Regions from separate parts of the Mus musculus genome. Here all the other regions are linked to region 2. The links are chromatin contacts, called in public HiChIP or PLAC-seq maps. All regions are on one chromosome and are shown on one strand. The core of a region is the stretch at or near the end of the contact, and the rest is flanking DNA. Distances in the headings are between cores, read along the strand shown. Region 1 has its middle 26 kb from the start of Dab2ip. Region 2 has its middle 11 kb from the start of Gm46735. Region 3 overlaps Dab2ip (disabled 2 interacting protein). Region 4 overlaps Dab2ip (disabled 2 interacting protein).

The links. HiChIP or PLAC-seq counts read pairs in DNA pulled down with a chosen protein or histone mark.
Region 1: a FOXA1 HiChIP or PLAC-seq map of pancreatic cancer cells shows a contact between it and region 2. The contact joins two enhancer-like sites. A contact is called at or near these places in 1 of 484 Hi-C or Micro-C datasets (the N1E-115 cell line), 6 of 115 datasets of contacts at active chromatin or transcription factors (cardiomyocytes, embryonic stem cells, extraembryonic endoderm stem cells and 2 more) and 1 of 9 other capture datasets (embryonic stem cells).
Region 3: an HNF4G HiChIP or PLAC-seq map of pancreatic cancer cells shows a contact between it and region 2. The contact joins two enhancer-like sites. A contact is called at or near these places in 1 of 39 promoter capture datasets (embryonic stem cells), 1 of 484 Hi-C or Micro-C datasets (embryonic stem cells) and 2 of 115 datasets of contacts at active chromatin or transcription factors (extraembryonic endoderm stem cells and pancreatic cancer cells).
Region 4: a contact with region 2 is called in an H3K4me3 HiChIP or PLAC-seq map of forebrain, with 4 times the contacts expected there. The contact joins two enhancer-like sites. A contact is called at or near these places in 1 of 15 datasets of contacts at CTCF or cohesin (large pre-B cells), 8 of 484 Hi-C or Micro-C datasets (the HL-1 cell line, LSK cells, the N1E-115 cell line and 5 more), 5 of 115 datasets of contacts at active chromatin or transcription factors (astrocytes, bone marrow-derived macrophages, embryonic stem cells and 2 more) and 1 of 9 other capture datasets (embryonic stem cells).

Annotation. Positions count from the first base shown.
Region 1 is chr2:35,594,411-35,597,655 of GRCm38.p6, reverse strand. It overlaps a transcript of Dab2ip not described here. Among named protein-coding and RNA genes, the nearest start is that of Dab2ip, 26 kb to the left of the region's middle. Within about 2 kb of position 1,740, at least 26 of the 459 cell types and tissues checked have an H3K27ac peak or open chromatin away from gene starts, as enhancers often do. A contact at or near this core is called in pancreatic cancer cells, where this site is marked.
Region 2 is chr2:36,201,063-36,204,691 of GRCm38.p6, reverse strand. No RefSeq gene overlaps it. Among named protein-coding and RNA genes, the nearest start is that of Gm46735, 11 kb to the right of the region's middle. Within about 2 kb of position 1,436, at least 85 of the 459 cell types and tissues checked have an H3K27ac peak or open chromatin away from gene starts, as enhancers often do. A contact at or near this core is called in the HL-1 cell line, forebrain and pancreatic cancer cells, where this site is marked.
Region 3 is chr2:35,678,992-35,682,599 of GRCm38.p6, reverse strand. The region is part of intron 3 of Dab2ip (disabled 2 interacting protein); the gene reads right to left. Among named protein-coding and RNA genes, the nearest start is that of Dab2ip, 59 kb to the right of the region's middle. Within about 2 kb of position 2,144, at least 195 of the 459 cell types and tissues checked have an H3K27ac peak or open chromatin away from gene starts, as enhancers often do. A contact at or near this core is called in pancreatic cancer cells, where this site is marked.
Region 4 is chr2:35,659,173-35,662,566 of GRCm38.p6, reverse strand. Dab2ip (disabled 2 interacting protein) reads right to left here. Exons shown (of 16, transcript NM_001114124.2): 3 at 942-1,075. Among named protein-coding and RNA genes, the nearest start is that of Dab2ip, 39 kb to the right of the region's middle. Within about 2 kb of position 1,301, at least 258 of the 459 cell types and tissues checked have an H3K27ac peak or open chromatin away from gene starts, as enhancers often do. A contact at or near this core is called in the HL-1 cell line, forebrain and pancreatic cancer cells, where this site is marked.

The DNA.
Region 1 (3,245 bases), core at 491-2,990, 610 kb after region 2:
CACTTGTCATGTTGGTCATGTTTTACCTGACTTCAGAGGGATCAGCAGAAGGGAATTAGAAACAAGAGTGGGAGGAGTCTGGGTTCAGAGACTCTGGCACCCTGGGTGTGAACGGACCTTCCAGATGAGGGCTGGAGAATAAGAAGAGAGCACCAGAGTAGGCCCTCTGTGTGAGGAGATAGAGCCGACAGGTGTCTGAGAGGCTAATGGGAGCAGTGGCTCCAAAAGCAAGAAGCACCAGGAGCCATGTGGGTACTCAGCCTGCAGAGGCTGCCTAGCAAAAATGGCGGATACCACGAAGGTGGTAGTAAGGACCTGAGACATATTAGCCAGCTACAGATGCGTCCAAGAAGCCAAGAGGCTGCTACTGTCATCCCATCTTACAGATGGGCAAGTCAGCAAAGAGCATCAAACTCAGCTGAGCCCACAGACCCATTTAAACACCTTGGAATGGTGCTGCGGGTGGGGAAGGGTGGCCAGCGTTTGCTACCTGGTCTGTTAGGTCTCCTAGGGGGCAGAGGTGACCAGGCAGAGAGTGACAGCCAGGCCTCCAGCTGGGCAGGGTAGGAGGGAGGGGAGTCTGGCCCAGGATCCAGCAACTTCCTCTAGCAGCTGGCCCAAGAAGCCAAAATAGGAGCCTGCCATCTGAGCAGAAGGGTCTGGAAGGCTGCGACGAAGGGTGGGCGGGAAGGACCTTTAGTTTTTGTTCAAAACAATGACCAGCCAAAGGATTTGGTGTCTACAATATTTGACTGTGCTAAATTTGGCACACAGGGTGGGGCAGGCACAGTACATAGAGCCCTGCTAACTTTGATTTCACATTCTGGTCCCCTGTTTAGCTCCTTCTAGCTGCACTCCTACACAACAGGGACCTGTCATGGGAGAAAATCAAGTTACTTCAAACCCACAAAGGTTTAGAGGTCAATAAGATAACCATCCATTATCCTATTAGGACTTCACACCTAAGCCAGAAAAGGCTCAGTTTAAAATCAAGGAATTTAATCACTATTTCAGAAACCAAGGATGAATTACCAGAGCTCATAAAGTCATGACCAAGACCACCATGCCACAGGCTACCCAAATGTAAAGACGGGTCAATTCTTAGCAAACCCTTGCTAAGAAAAAGAGAAAGGGGAAACAAACAAACTAACAACAACAACAAAAATGCCTCAGTTTCTTGCAAAAGCGTGGCCTTGTGTGATCCAGCAGGAAAGTCTGTAGATCTGAGCCACAATAGCATCAGCATTTAGTAGACACTCAGTGGACACAAGCTGGCGGTGTCATCCCAGACAGCACCTCTGTCCTGTCACAGCCTGAGGACTCAGAGGTACCCCTGGCCTCCTCAGAATGGCAGGGCCACTCCTTTGGGAAGCCATCCACCATCAGTTAGCACTGAGGGTCATTTCTCTCTCTTTACAAACAGAGCCCACTGTATAAGCCCTGATGGGATAAAGCTCACTACACAAACTGAGCTGGGCTTGAACTTGCAGTGATCCTCCTGCCTCTGCCTCCCAAGTGCCAGGAATATGGGCACGCACCATCCTGCCAGGCAGATTATTTCCTGAATCTGGAGAAAGACAGGATTTGGTCAGTGGGCTTCCGGGCACCGATGGTTAGACTCAGAATCGGTCTACATTATTTAGTTTTGACTCAACTGTTTTCAGCCCTTACAAGCACGTCCCCACCCCCTGGTGCTGGGGGTGGAGTTCAGGTCTCTGGCACGCTGTTAGTAAACACCTTTCCCCACTGAGCTGCATTCCTGAGCCTGCTTAAAAGCACTTGTAAGATAGCACAGTTCAGACAGGACTCAGCTAGATGCACCCACAACCAAAAACAAAACAAAACAAAACAAAAGGCCTCTGCCAGAGCAGCAAGTGCTCTTAACTACTAAGCCATTGCTCCAACTCCAGATCTAATCACTATTCTGAATGTGTTTCTGGGCCTCCTGTATTTGTCCCCTTCCTGCTAGGTTTGGTACCTTCCCTCCCCAGCTTAATGGAGAAACAGAGCTGGGAGAAGGTGAAAGCAAGATGAGAGAGGCAGTGAGGCAGTGAAGCAGTGAGGCAGGCAGGCAGGCAGGCAGGCAGGCAGGCAGACAGACAGACAGACAGACAGACAGACAGGTGGACGCTGACAAGTCTGGCCAGCTGATCTGAGGGAGGCTTTGGTCTCTAGTGGCAGAAGGCCCTCGTGGACCCCCATGCAAGCACTGAGTTGGACAGCTGAACTGAGTAGTGTCTCAGGGCAACAAAGATTCCCAAGTTCCCAGGGGTCTCTGTGGGTTCAGGAATATCAGTCCAGAAGCTGAATAGACACATACTCAGGTGACTGGGCATGGTGCCAACTTCAGTTGAGAGTCACACAGAGCCAGAGAAACTGCCCCTCCCCAAGCACTGAAGATTACAGGGGCCCTACATCAGGAAACCCAAAGGACTCTTCTGTGCTACAAAAAGGATCCACTTCCTCATGAAAAAAGTAGAGGTGTCCAGCTGGGCATAGTGGCCAACTCCATTAATCCCAGCCCTCAGAAAGCAGAGGCAGGAAGATCTCTGTGCGTTCAAGGCCAGCCTAGTTTACAGAGTGAGTTCCAGAACAGCCACGGCTCTGTAGAGGGACCCTGTCTAAAAAGCAAAAGCAAACAAAAGGGTAGGTATTCCAATGCCATGTCATGCCCAGGCCACAGCCCATGAACAGTCTCTAAGCCACATAAGGGAGGATGCTCTCTGTGAGAAGGAACAGGACCTGTGGGCCTGGGAGCTCCTTTTCCTCAGTGAGCAAGACAGGGAGAAAGAAGAAGACCTCTACAGGAGTCCTTCATGGGACCTTGAGAGGACAGAGTGAGGAGTTTCCACCCCAGCTCTGCCTCCCACATCCGTAACAGCAGTGAAAGCAGGGGTATTCGCTGGGGACAGACTGGAGGGGAACTGCACCCTCCGGCCCTGGCAGAGCTCTCCACTGGCATCAAGCCCTGCACAGCCCCTGTGGAGTCAGATGTACTGGTCAGCCCTCCCCTTCCAAGGAACTGCCATGCCTCCAGCCACAGGTCCAAGGCCAGCGTGTGGGTCTGCCCAGGAACTGAGGTCAGGTTCCCTCCGGAAAGATGCTTTCCTTAAGGCTCTCCTCCCAGGCCTCCTGGGAGACAGATGGAGAGGGCCAAGGCCAGGGTCAGGCCAGAGCCAGTGCCCAGCAGGGATGATCCTGAAGCCCATGGGAGATGACAAGCTGCCTTTCACTCATTGCCCACA
Region 2 (3,629 bases), core at 187-2,686:
TTCTAAAGACCTTGCCAGAAGGAAGTGAGGTGGGACACATCCAGGCCTGCATTCTGGGATACCAGAAGCTTGCTGTCTCTGTGGCAGGTTAAACTGTACAGCTAGGTCCCCTTTCATCTCCACCCCCTGTGGCCTCCATCATGGTGCTGATTTCACCCAGATCTAGGATTCATCATGGCCACTAGGAACACCTGGAGGCAAACTCTGATGAGAAACTCAAGTCAGTCTTAGAGACTCTGTTTAGCTCTAGGGAAGGTGATTTCAGCTCCCATGTCCGGCTTGCTACCTGCTGACCTCAGGGCTATCACAGGCAGGAGAGCAAGGAGAGATGGGCTGAGAGACTCAGAGCCCAGGTGCAGACAGACAGGTGCTTCTGGGGCAGGGTGCAGAATGCCTCCATTCATCAAGGGATCCTGTGAATCAGAAATGAGCTCTGCATTGAAAGAGCTGGCCAGTCCGAGGGAAACAGAGTTGCCAAACATCTGTAAGAGTCTGTAGGAGTCTCGAGAGGCTCAACTCCTTAAGAGTCTTCCTTCATCACAAAAGAGCTGGAGAAATCGAGAAAGAGACGGGGAGAACAACTATGAGACAGGTTTCAACTCTGCCAAGTGCCTTAGGCTGGCTTTCACCGTTTGCTGATTGCTCTCAGAACCACAGCATAAGCTCCCACAAGGAATAATGATGCTATAATGATAATAACAACAGCACCGTGGGCTCTCATCTGGTCAGAGCCACCACGTAGCAGGAATGCTCAGGGAGACCCACCAGCTAGTTGCTAAAACAGTAAAACACATGTTGTTAAAAAGAACCTCCACCGAGTCACTTCTAGCATCCTGCCGTGAGCCCAGGTGCCCAGGTCAGGGGCTCCACTGTCCATTTTGAGCCCAGATAGTCTGCATGCCTATGCTTCGGATCACCTGGAGAACAGACTGGGAGTCCTGGGCCAGCGTAAGGCTAGACACAAGCCCCCTCCACCGCACACCACCCCTGGCTCCTCGAAGCCCCTCTCCCAAAGCCTGAGCAATCAAGGCTGCCGCCTCCCCCGGCTGGAGCTAGTGCCCGCCTCCTCTCAGCCCCTCCCCTCCGCTGCAAACCCAGCTCATTTGCATGTGGATCGCGCCTGCCACCACGGGTGCTGGGGTCAATTGAAACTCAAGAAAAGAGAAGAAATTTATGCAAAACTGTTGATTGCATTTGTATGTAATGAAATCATCCAATATTCATCTGACTATAGAATCTAATCTGAGAAGAGAACTGAAGGACATGAGTGTCACTGCAAAAGCGTAATGAGCCACTGTAGTGATTAAAAAAGCTCTTGAGCCTTCTGAAAAATCCAGGCAGAAATAGCGTCTAATCAACTCTGAATATAGGAGGCGAGATTGGGCTGGCGCGCTGCGCACGGCCCGCCCGGGCGCCGGGGGTGCTCGGTAAACCCTGGCGGTCGCGGTCTGTGGGTGCCAAGCGCCTGGCCACAATCAGCTGAGGCCTCGGTGCACAAAGCAACCCGCCTCTCACCACGCAGAAAGAACCCAGTCACAGCTGCTACGAAGAGCAGCTTGAGGTTTCCGCGCCGCCTCACGCACCCACCCACCGCACAGAAGGCCCCCTCCTGAGTCTTTGCTCCAACGGGAAGGGTTTGAGAATCCGGGTTCGCCACACCTGGATGCTCCTTGGGTCCAACCAACCACAAGCAGGGGAGAGTCGTGTCTCAGAAGCCAGGACTCATCCCTCTGAGATGTCACCTGGGAGAGATGTTCTCTGACATCCCTCTCCACTCTAGCGTCGGCTTTGTCTTCCTGTACTTGGCGTTATCTTATGATTTTACCTGGGGGATGTCAGTCTCTTCTTTCAGGCTGAGAGATCAGCAGCCGTATGGTGACTGGTTCACCTCTGGAACCTGTGGAGGCAGCCTCAGAGGATACTCAACAAGCATGGACCAAGACGCAGACGCGTTTGATGAATGATAAACCCACCCTATGCAGCTGACAAATACTGTTAAATCCATTTGTTCATTCAGCAGGTCCTTGCCAAATGGACAATGTGTGAGGCTTCCTTCGTGGCACTGAGCAGGCTGTGGGGGATTAAGAAGGTTCCTGCCATCTCAGCACTCAAGGTCTGGGCAGAAGGAAAACTAAAGGCTACACACAATCAGATCGGTCGTTGTGGTGAGGCGGAAGGTCCAGGGGCATAGGACAGCTGTCAGTGGACACTGATAGAACGGATCGGGATCTGAGTCTGGAGATGAGGCGCTGGGTTTCTCAGGTTCCGATGCCCCTTTACAATGAACTGTACGGGGACATGGATGGTTACAGGAAAGGCGATGGTTTATTAGAGCCGAGAGGCTGCTGGAACCAGGCTGCTGAAACCTTTCCTCCGTTGTGATCTGGCTCCACGGAGGCAAGAAAGAAGTGAGGCAGGACCTCAGTTATGAGTCATTTACAAAGTACCCGCCCCTCCCAAGTGCAGGCGACTAGGGCTTTACAGAGCTGCTCCCTTGGCTAACAATGCTCTCTTAAACTAAGGGCTCCCAACCTCTCCATGTCGCCTTTTGCGTGCTAATCTCTGGGATTTCTCTTTCTGTCTCACTAACTCAGCTAGGGAAGGCTACTAAAAACTAGGGAAGGCTACCATGCGGCAGTGGTCACTTCAGTCTGGAGCATTCTGGGTAGAAGGAGCAGACTTTGCAAAGTCCCTGAAGGGATGAGGAGCTAGGCTGAGCACGAGGACCCAGCTGGAGTGCCCTCATGAGCACCTGTCCTGGTCAAATTCCTGGTAAGACCTTAGGGTAGGAATTCATATTTCTGGGAGCAGTAGAGAGTCTCTGCATGGTTTGCATTTTGAAGAGTTGGTCAAATAGGGAAAGAACCAGTCAAGGGGCTCCTAGGCTCTGGAGGAACAAAGATGGCCCCAAGAGGCTGGCCATCCTCCAGCCATGGGGAGTCACTGAAAGCTGTGAGGAGGGCCACCACACTGCAAAGGCTGTCCTAAGAGGTTTGAACCGATGGTAAAGGATGGAGCAGAGGAAAAGAGAGCAGGTCAGAGGCAGGAGCCCCTGCAGCTGCTCACAGTTCAGCATTGCATCTCTATGGGGAAGCTAATTTATGGCCATTCTAATTTATGGCCAAGATGAGTTGCCTAATATTAAGGTGGTTCTAAGTCAGAATCAATTGGTTCTGAGAATCCAAGAGACACTGTGATGAAACTACCTTATAAACAAAACAAAACAAGCAGGGAACTGGTGACATCAAAGGATCTTTGTGAGTGACTTGCAGACTCTAAGCCTTAAATTCACTAAAAACAGGGAGTGGATGAGCCCTGGGGTCCTTTCCCTGTTCCCTAAAGCCTGTGACTTTGATCCCTATGAAGAGCTAATGACACCTCTGGACCCAGGGTCTTACAAATCCCAGTGAGGTATCCGCCAAGTTGTGGATGAGACTCCTCCAGGGAGTGGAGACAGGAAGCAGTCATGAAATGTAGGCTCAAGTCCCAACTCAGACACTTCACTCTTGATGGGCAGTTCATCCACATGTGCATACATGTGTGTGTGTGTGTGTGCTTGCATACACACACACACACTCACACTCACAAAACACACCTTCACCTCACTAACACCTTCTCTACACCAGGTG
Region 3 (3,608 bases), core at 895-3,394, 520 kb after region 2:
CCTGTGACTCTTCCTCCACGGCCCACCTAAAGCCCAGGCCACCTCTGCCTGGGCCTGGCCTCCTCCTGGAGCAGCAAAGGCCCGGGTAAAGCTGTGTTGAAAACAAACCTCCTAAGAGCACCAGGTACTGCTCCCACACCAACATAGGGAGGGACCACAGCTGATTTCTGTCCTTGTCCCCAGGGTACAGCACAGGTGAACAAAACAGAAATAATTCAATCCTAAGGATCCCTTGAGGGAGTTCTGTCTGCACCAGTGAATGAAACAGGCAACCTGCCTGCCTTGGACTCTGTGAAACTGCTCCAAAGCCATGCTCCAGAACCCCCGCCACTCCTGGACGGACTAGAATACCTAGAGAACGTCCCCAGCCCAGCTGCTGTGGGCTGTAGGCGAGGCAGGAATGCTCACTGCAAGGGTGCACAAACTGCATGGCCTTCCAACCAAGTAAACTGAGGACAGGAGGATGGCACCTGGTCCAGGCACAGGGACAGTATTTTCTGTGAGCCCCTGCAATCTTTCTCCAGAGGAAAGGGTGGTTTTGGTGGGGTGGGAATCTGCTGAGTACTTCTGGTTTTAATTATCTCTGCATTGAAAAAGGCTAAGTGAAGATAAAGAAAGAGAATGGGAGGGCAGAGATGAGTGCTCTGATTAAGAGCTGGCTAATATGGCTCTCATCACCCCTGACCTCTGCCTGACTCAGGTCAGCACCCAGAAGGCAGGGCTGGGAAACACTCAGGAGCCCCACCTCAGATACAGGCATTTGGGAGTAGTAGACCCTTCAAGGCCATACAGGGGCAGTGGTGGGGTGCTCTCCATTCTCCTCCTGCTTCCGCACACTGAGGATGAAAACCTGGCTGTAGGGGTTCCACCAATGTATTAGTCAGGGTTCTCTGCAGTCACAGAACTTATGGGTAGTCTCTATATAGTAAGGGAATTTGTTGATGACTTATAGTCTGTAGTCTGATGCCTTGAGGGTCAGCTGCCTCTGACTCTAGCCCTAAGGCTTCGCATACACTATAGGAATAATTAGTTTCTTAAGCCTGGAGGACAGTCTGAAGGACCAGGCACCAGGTGATCTTCTGTAAATCAAACACAGATTACAGAAAGTGTGACAACCAATGGAGAAAGACAAAAGGGAAAGTTATGCCTACAGGCCCGGACAGGCCTTAGCCAGGCCAGAGGTGATCTAGGCTCTGAGAAGCAGGAACCTACAATGGAAGGTGGAGAGCACGGGGCACAAGGTCCCTGAGAAGGCTCTCCTTAGCAGCACAGGAAGGGCCTGCCCTGCCCTGTTGGCAGGTGCTAACAGCAGCAAGGTCACATGTGTGGACAGTATCATCCCACAGCTGTGTAGCTGCACCACTGCCTAAGAGCAAGATACAGGTATCACCAGGGAGTCTCTTAAGCCACTTTTCTTCTCTGGGCCCTTGTCTGGCCAAAGGGGCATTTATGTAGTAAGGCTGGGGAAGTACCCAGGGGGCAGTGAACATGGCTAGAAGCTCTCAGGGTGGCACTGCACACCACTGGGACCAAGCCAGCTCACAGCCGGGCAAGCACAGTCTACTAAATAAACGGTAGCGGGTTCCGTTGTTTCTGCCCTGCCCCTCTACGAGAAGGCCTGGCCTGGTGCCGTCTAGCCTCCTGGACTCCAGCCAACCATACCATAAAGGATTCTTACTGGAGGGCAGGCTGTATTTGGTCAACATTCATGTTTTGTTTAACCACACAGTATATGACATTTTTAAATTTTGAATCAATTGCCAACATTTAAAGATGCGAAATTTTCAAATGTCACAAAAACCAAGTTTAGAACTTTCTCTTCCATGCCCAAAGTTCTGCCACCAAAGCCCAGCAGCCATCTCTGACCCCAGAAGGACACAACCCTACAAACTGTTGAAATTGTCACCACAGCTGTGAAGCGCCTCAGCTAGGGTTCCTATGTCACATGGGCAAAGCAGGGCCCACAACATACCAACCCTCTCCTAGGGTCACAGTGGGTTCTGACACACAGCAAAGACCTGCCAATGTGTGTGGATAAAGACTAAAACGGCAGATAAATAAGGTCAGCCCCAGCTTTACCCGCCCAGGATATCCTGATTGCAACACTGCTTCCTTGCAAAGCCCTGCCCCCAGCCAGTACAAACTGATTCACTTCGATCCTAGGCCCCTCCCACAGGTGGGTACTCTGACAGCAGGACATATGAGTTGGTAACGTTCAGCCTGTGTGTAGGTCTCTGAGATCATTCACTGTATGACCTTTGTTTAAAGGCTAGGCCTTTGGAGTGTCCAGGCAAGGTTAGCAGTGATCCTGGCATCTCTGCAACTCTGGCCAAGCCAAACAAAGATCCCCAGGACTTCTGTCAAGCTGAAAAAGAGAATTCAACAGCAAGAACTCACAAAGGCAAGGTTTCCACCGATGCTGCTTGCAGGACGCCTGCCCTGCTTTGAAGCTGGTAACCAATTCTTCCCTCTTTCTTTCCACTAAATGAAGCTCCACGGGGTTTTCAAGGTCAGAGCTGCATTGGCAGAGGCGGTTCTCTTTGTTCTTCTACCTCAGACTTGCCCCAAACACAGACAATTGTCCCCAACAACCAATTCCTGCTGGGTGGAGACAAGGACCAGGCAGGTGCTTCCTGTGGCCCCAGGAGTCCTGCTCTCCTGGATACGGATTCTCTGTGGGCCTGGCTTCCTGAAACTCCATCTCAGCATGTAGTTTTGGGAAGAAACAGCTGCGAGTCCCCAGAGTATACCCTCAACCCAGGGAGAGGTCAAGGCTCAGGATGGGCTTGGTTCCTTGCTGGTGGCTGCGGGTGTCACCTCAAAGCCACTCTCCTCTCTATTTCAGTCTCCTTACTTGGAAAACAAGAAAATAAATATCCAATTGGAGAGATTCAACCTCCTAATGAGATCCAGAGGAGCCGTGGGAAGCATGAAGTGCCCTGCCAGAGTTATTATCCCAGCACCTGGCACGGTACACGGCGTGCAGTAGGTGCTCAATGGGTATGCAATAGGTGCTCAATGAATGTGTGTATTTGGCACTTGGGCTGTCTATGAGAGGTCTGCCCTTCAGGAGCTACAGAGACAATGGTCATGGGCAAGGATTTGGGTCTAACAACCTCTACCTCTGGCCTAGTTCAGCAGTGGCCAGGCCCACATGAAGGCTTCACTTGCACATCTGTGTCATCAGTGCCAGGGACCTAGAGATGCTGCAGGACTCTATGTGTCGTGCTCTCTTGGACACTCAGTAGTTCTTACCCATGGTTAAGAGAACAGCCTACCCAACCCAGCCGAGAGGAGATGCCAGCCAGTCCTCAATAGGCTGTGTCCACCAGAGGACTTAAGAGCTGTGAGGCTGGCAGTTCTTTTGTACTAGCCTCAGGACCTTAGATAAGTACAGCAAGCCCTCTACACCCTTTACCCAGCACTGAAGCAAGCTTGCCTCTTAGACTTCTGATTCCGAAAACAAAGCACCTGGCACAAAGAGGCCCGCCATGGGTCCATCCTCTTCCTCCCTCAGTCTCTTCACCTCTCCTTATCCCTGCTCCTGCCTTTAGAACTGCTCCCATTCTCCCAGTACTGAGTTTCCTCTGCACCTCCCGCAGCTTGTT
Region 4 (3,394 bases), core at 52-2,551, 540 kb after region 2:
GGTTCCTTCACCTCCACGACACGTTCTAACTGGCACAGGAATCCATCACTGCTTGTGCCTAAGTGGAAAGGTGCCTGTGGCTGACACGACTCAAGGATGCGAACCAGGGCCCCCAGAGGCTGTGCCCGCCCAGTGCCCCCGCACGGACAGGATGGCTTGCCCTTGCGAGCTGAAGCCTGCACGTTGCCAGTGACTCCAAAGCAGGCTCAACAACCTCCTCCCCTCCCCTTCGCCCCACAAGCCACCTCCCCCTGGAATTTCCACACCTGCTCTCAGCTTGCCCAGAAGGAAGCAGGGAACAGAAGACACCCCTGGGAGCGGGAGGTAAAGAAGGGGAGCAGCTGCCCAGACTGTAGGGGGAAGGCCCATTTTCCCGGGTCTTAGGTTATACCCATTAACCGAGCGCCTGGCCACTGCCTGCTCGGCTCGCCCCAGCCCCCAGCGGAGCACGTGCCCTACTTAGCGCAGATGTGCCCCCTAAGCGGCCCAGCCCCCTGCTCCTCCCCTCCAGATGTTCACCCTTTTCCGCGCCACGAGCGCTGCCGGGTCTGGGCAAAAACCAGCCGAAAATGCCTTTTGTATCGGACAGCGAGGGACTCGGTAGGCCGGGGATGGGTCCTGAGGGTGGAGGCACCACTTCCGTCCCTACCTCTAGGCACAGCACTGCTCAGAAAACAATGCCCACCTCGGCCAGGCGAGGCAGGACCCCACATGCCCGAGAGGGCACTTGCTGCCCGGCCTCACCCCGGACCTCCAGCACCCTCCTAGGTGCGCCGGTGAAAGCAACGAAGGGTACAGTCCCGGTCCCCCAGCACGACGGGGGCCCCGTTCCCGGAGTTCCCGGAGGCTGGCGAGGCGTCACTCCCGCGGGAGAGTGCCCTGCCCGGCTCCGGCTTTGTCCCCGCGCCCTCGGGGCGCAGCCGGGGCGGCGACGGGCTCACCTCTCATTGTCCGCGGCGGCGGCGGCTGCGCTCCGGAACCCCGGCAGGATGTGGCGGAAGCTGTGGTTGCGGTCCAGTTTGGGCTGGCTCTTGGTGCGCTTGATGGAGCCCTTGAGGCGGCGGCTGAGGAAGCCCTGCGCGCGGGGCGACAAGAGGGGGAAGGGGAGGCGGGGTTAGCGCGGCGGCGGCGGGCCGGGACCCGCACCCTCGCGGCCCACGGCGGGCCGGGCTCGGCCCCAGCAGCTCGCGGCCCGCGCCGCCGCCCGCCCGCCGACCGAGCGCCGACGGCCCGGCCCGCGCAGCGCGGCCCAGCCCACCCCGCGCCGCCCGCCGGCCGGCCCAGCCCGCCACGTCGCCCCCGCCCCTAAGCCGCCGTTGCCATGGCGACAGAGCCGAGTGCCTCCGACCGTGGCCGAGGATGCCCGAGCCCCCCCCTCCGCCCCCGGCGCTGAGAGGGAAGGGCGGCAAGGCTGGGGGGTGGGGGCGGGTTGAGTGGCTTGCGCCACCAACAGCCCCTCACCTCACCTTCCTCTGCAACCAGGCCACACCCCCCAACCTCCAGGAGGATTCCTCACACCCCGCCCCGTCGGGGGGACTGACAGGAGCGGTTACTCAGATGAAGGAAAGAAACTAAGGCTGGGAGAGCAGGTCCTCCAAACGGCCAGCGCGCCTACTAGCACTCTGGCCATCTAGACCCCCTAAGGCGGACAGGCAATGGCTGGATGTCAGGATGGAGGCTGAAACGCTTGGATCCCCCCCCCCAAAAAAAACAATCCCCATAGGTACAGGATCCTCTAGTGACCCCTTAAGGAGGGGCCCAAGGTGTTGAAGGGTTTGCTGAGTGTCCCCAATTTGGGGACACCTGTCTCAGATCATGCATGGATTCACCAGCCATTCCCAGCTCACCACCTCACCCCACTCAGAGCTTCTGGACTAATGAAGAGGCAGGTGAGGAGCCAGGCCTCAGTACCTGCAGGTTGGACAGAACACACTTGACAGATGATGAGTAGATGTGAGGCTCAAGGGGAGCTGGCTAGTTTTATGTAAACTTGATACAGGTAAGTCATTTGAGAGGAGAAACTCCCAATTAAGAAAATGCCTCCATATGATCCAGCTGTAGGGCATTTTCTTATTTAAGGATTGATGTGTAAGGACACAGCTATTGTGAGTGAGGCCACTCCTGGGCTGGTGGTCCCAAGTTCTATAAGAAAGCAGGCTGAGCAAGCCAAGGGGAGCAAGCCACTAAGCAGCACCCCTCCATGGCTTCTGCATCAACCCCTGCCTCCAGGTTCCCACCTTGTTTGAATTCCTATCCTGACTTCCTCCAATAATGAACTAAGGTATGGAAGTGTGAACTGAATAAACCCTTTCCTTATCATGTTACTTTGTCATGGTTTCTCCTAATCCTAGCATTAGGAATTCTAAGACACTGGGCTCAGAATCTGCAAGCGCCTTGAGGGAGAAGAACTGAGAACTGGAACTCCCTGAGGAAGGCTTGTACAGAAGGGGTGCTGGAACCCAGCCACTCAGCCTTGATTCTGGGTGACCCGAGGACAGACATAAAGGGGTGTTAACTTATTTTGAAATCGGTGTTGTCATTGTGATCTGAATTTTGAAGTTTTTCCATCGTAGGAGGGGTGGGGCTGATAGAAGGTCAGGTGCTGCAGCACCACCTCTTGGACATGACAACCTCAAAAATGGGCTGAATAAATCCTCTTATGTCACCAGCACACAGGCAAAACACCAGAAAACCCTTATCTGCAAACTTTATTTGCAGAGAGATGAGGTTATCCTCCAAGGACACCCAGCTCTGAGAGCTATTGCCAGAGCTGTTCCCACAGGACACACCCTCTTTTACAATGCCCAAGCTATCCCTCCTCCTGCCCTTTCCCCTCTACATTTCCTTCCTCTTCAACCTCTCCCATCCATCGTTGATCTCTTCCTGTTGTCACCTGTCAGCATTCCACATGTCCTTCTAGGCCAACTAAAATGTCACCTCACCCAAAGACCTTCCCAGGTAGTAGTGCCAAATACACCTGACCCCTGTACCCACATCCAGGTTTTCTTTTTTGTTTGTTTTTGTTTTTTTCAAGACAGGGTTTCTCTGTGTAGGGTTTCTCTGGCTGTCCACTTTGTAGACCAGAAATCCCCCTGCCTCTGCCTCCCGAGTGCTGGGATTAAAGGTGTGCGACACCATGCCCGGCCACATCCAGGTTTTCAAACGCTGTGCAGCTCAATAAAACCTCTTGATTTAAGGGGTAGATTGGAGGGACCCTTCTCCAAAGGTGTAATCCACAGGCAAGACAATGCAGACTAAGGGAGGTCAAAGCTCCTAGGGAACAGCAGGCAGGCAGGGGCCTAGACCTCCATATAAACCCTGGGCTCTCCCAACTCAGCCCTTCCTGAGGAGTCTCCCCAGCAGGCTTGGATTTTTGAACAGATTGCACTCTATG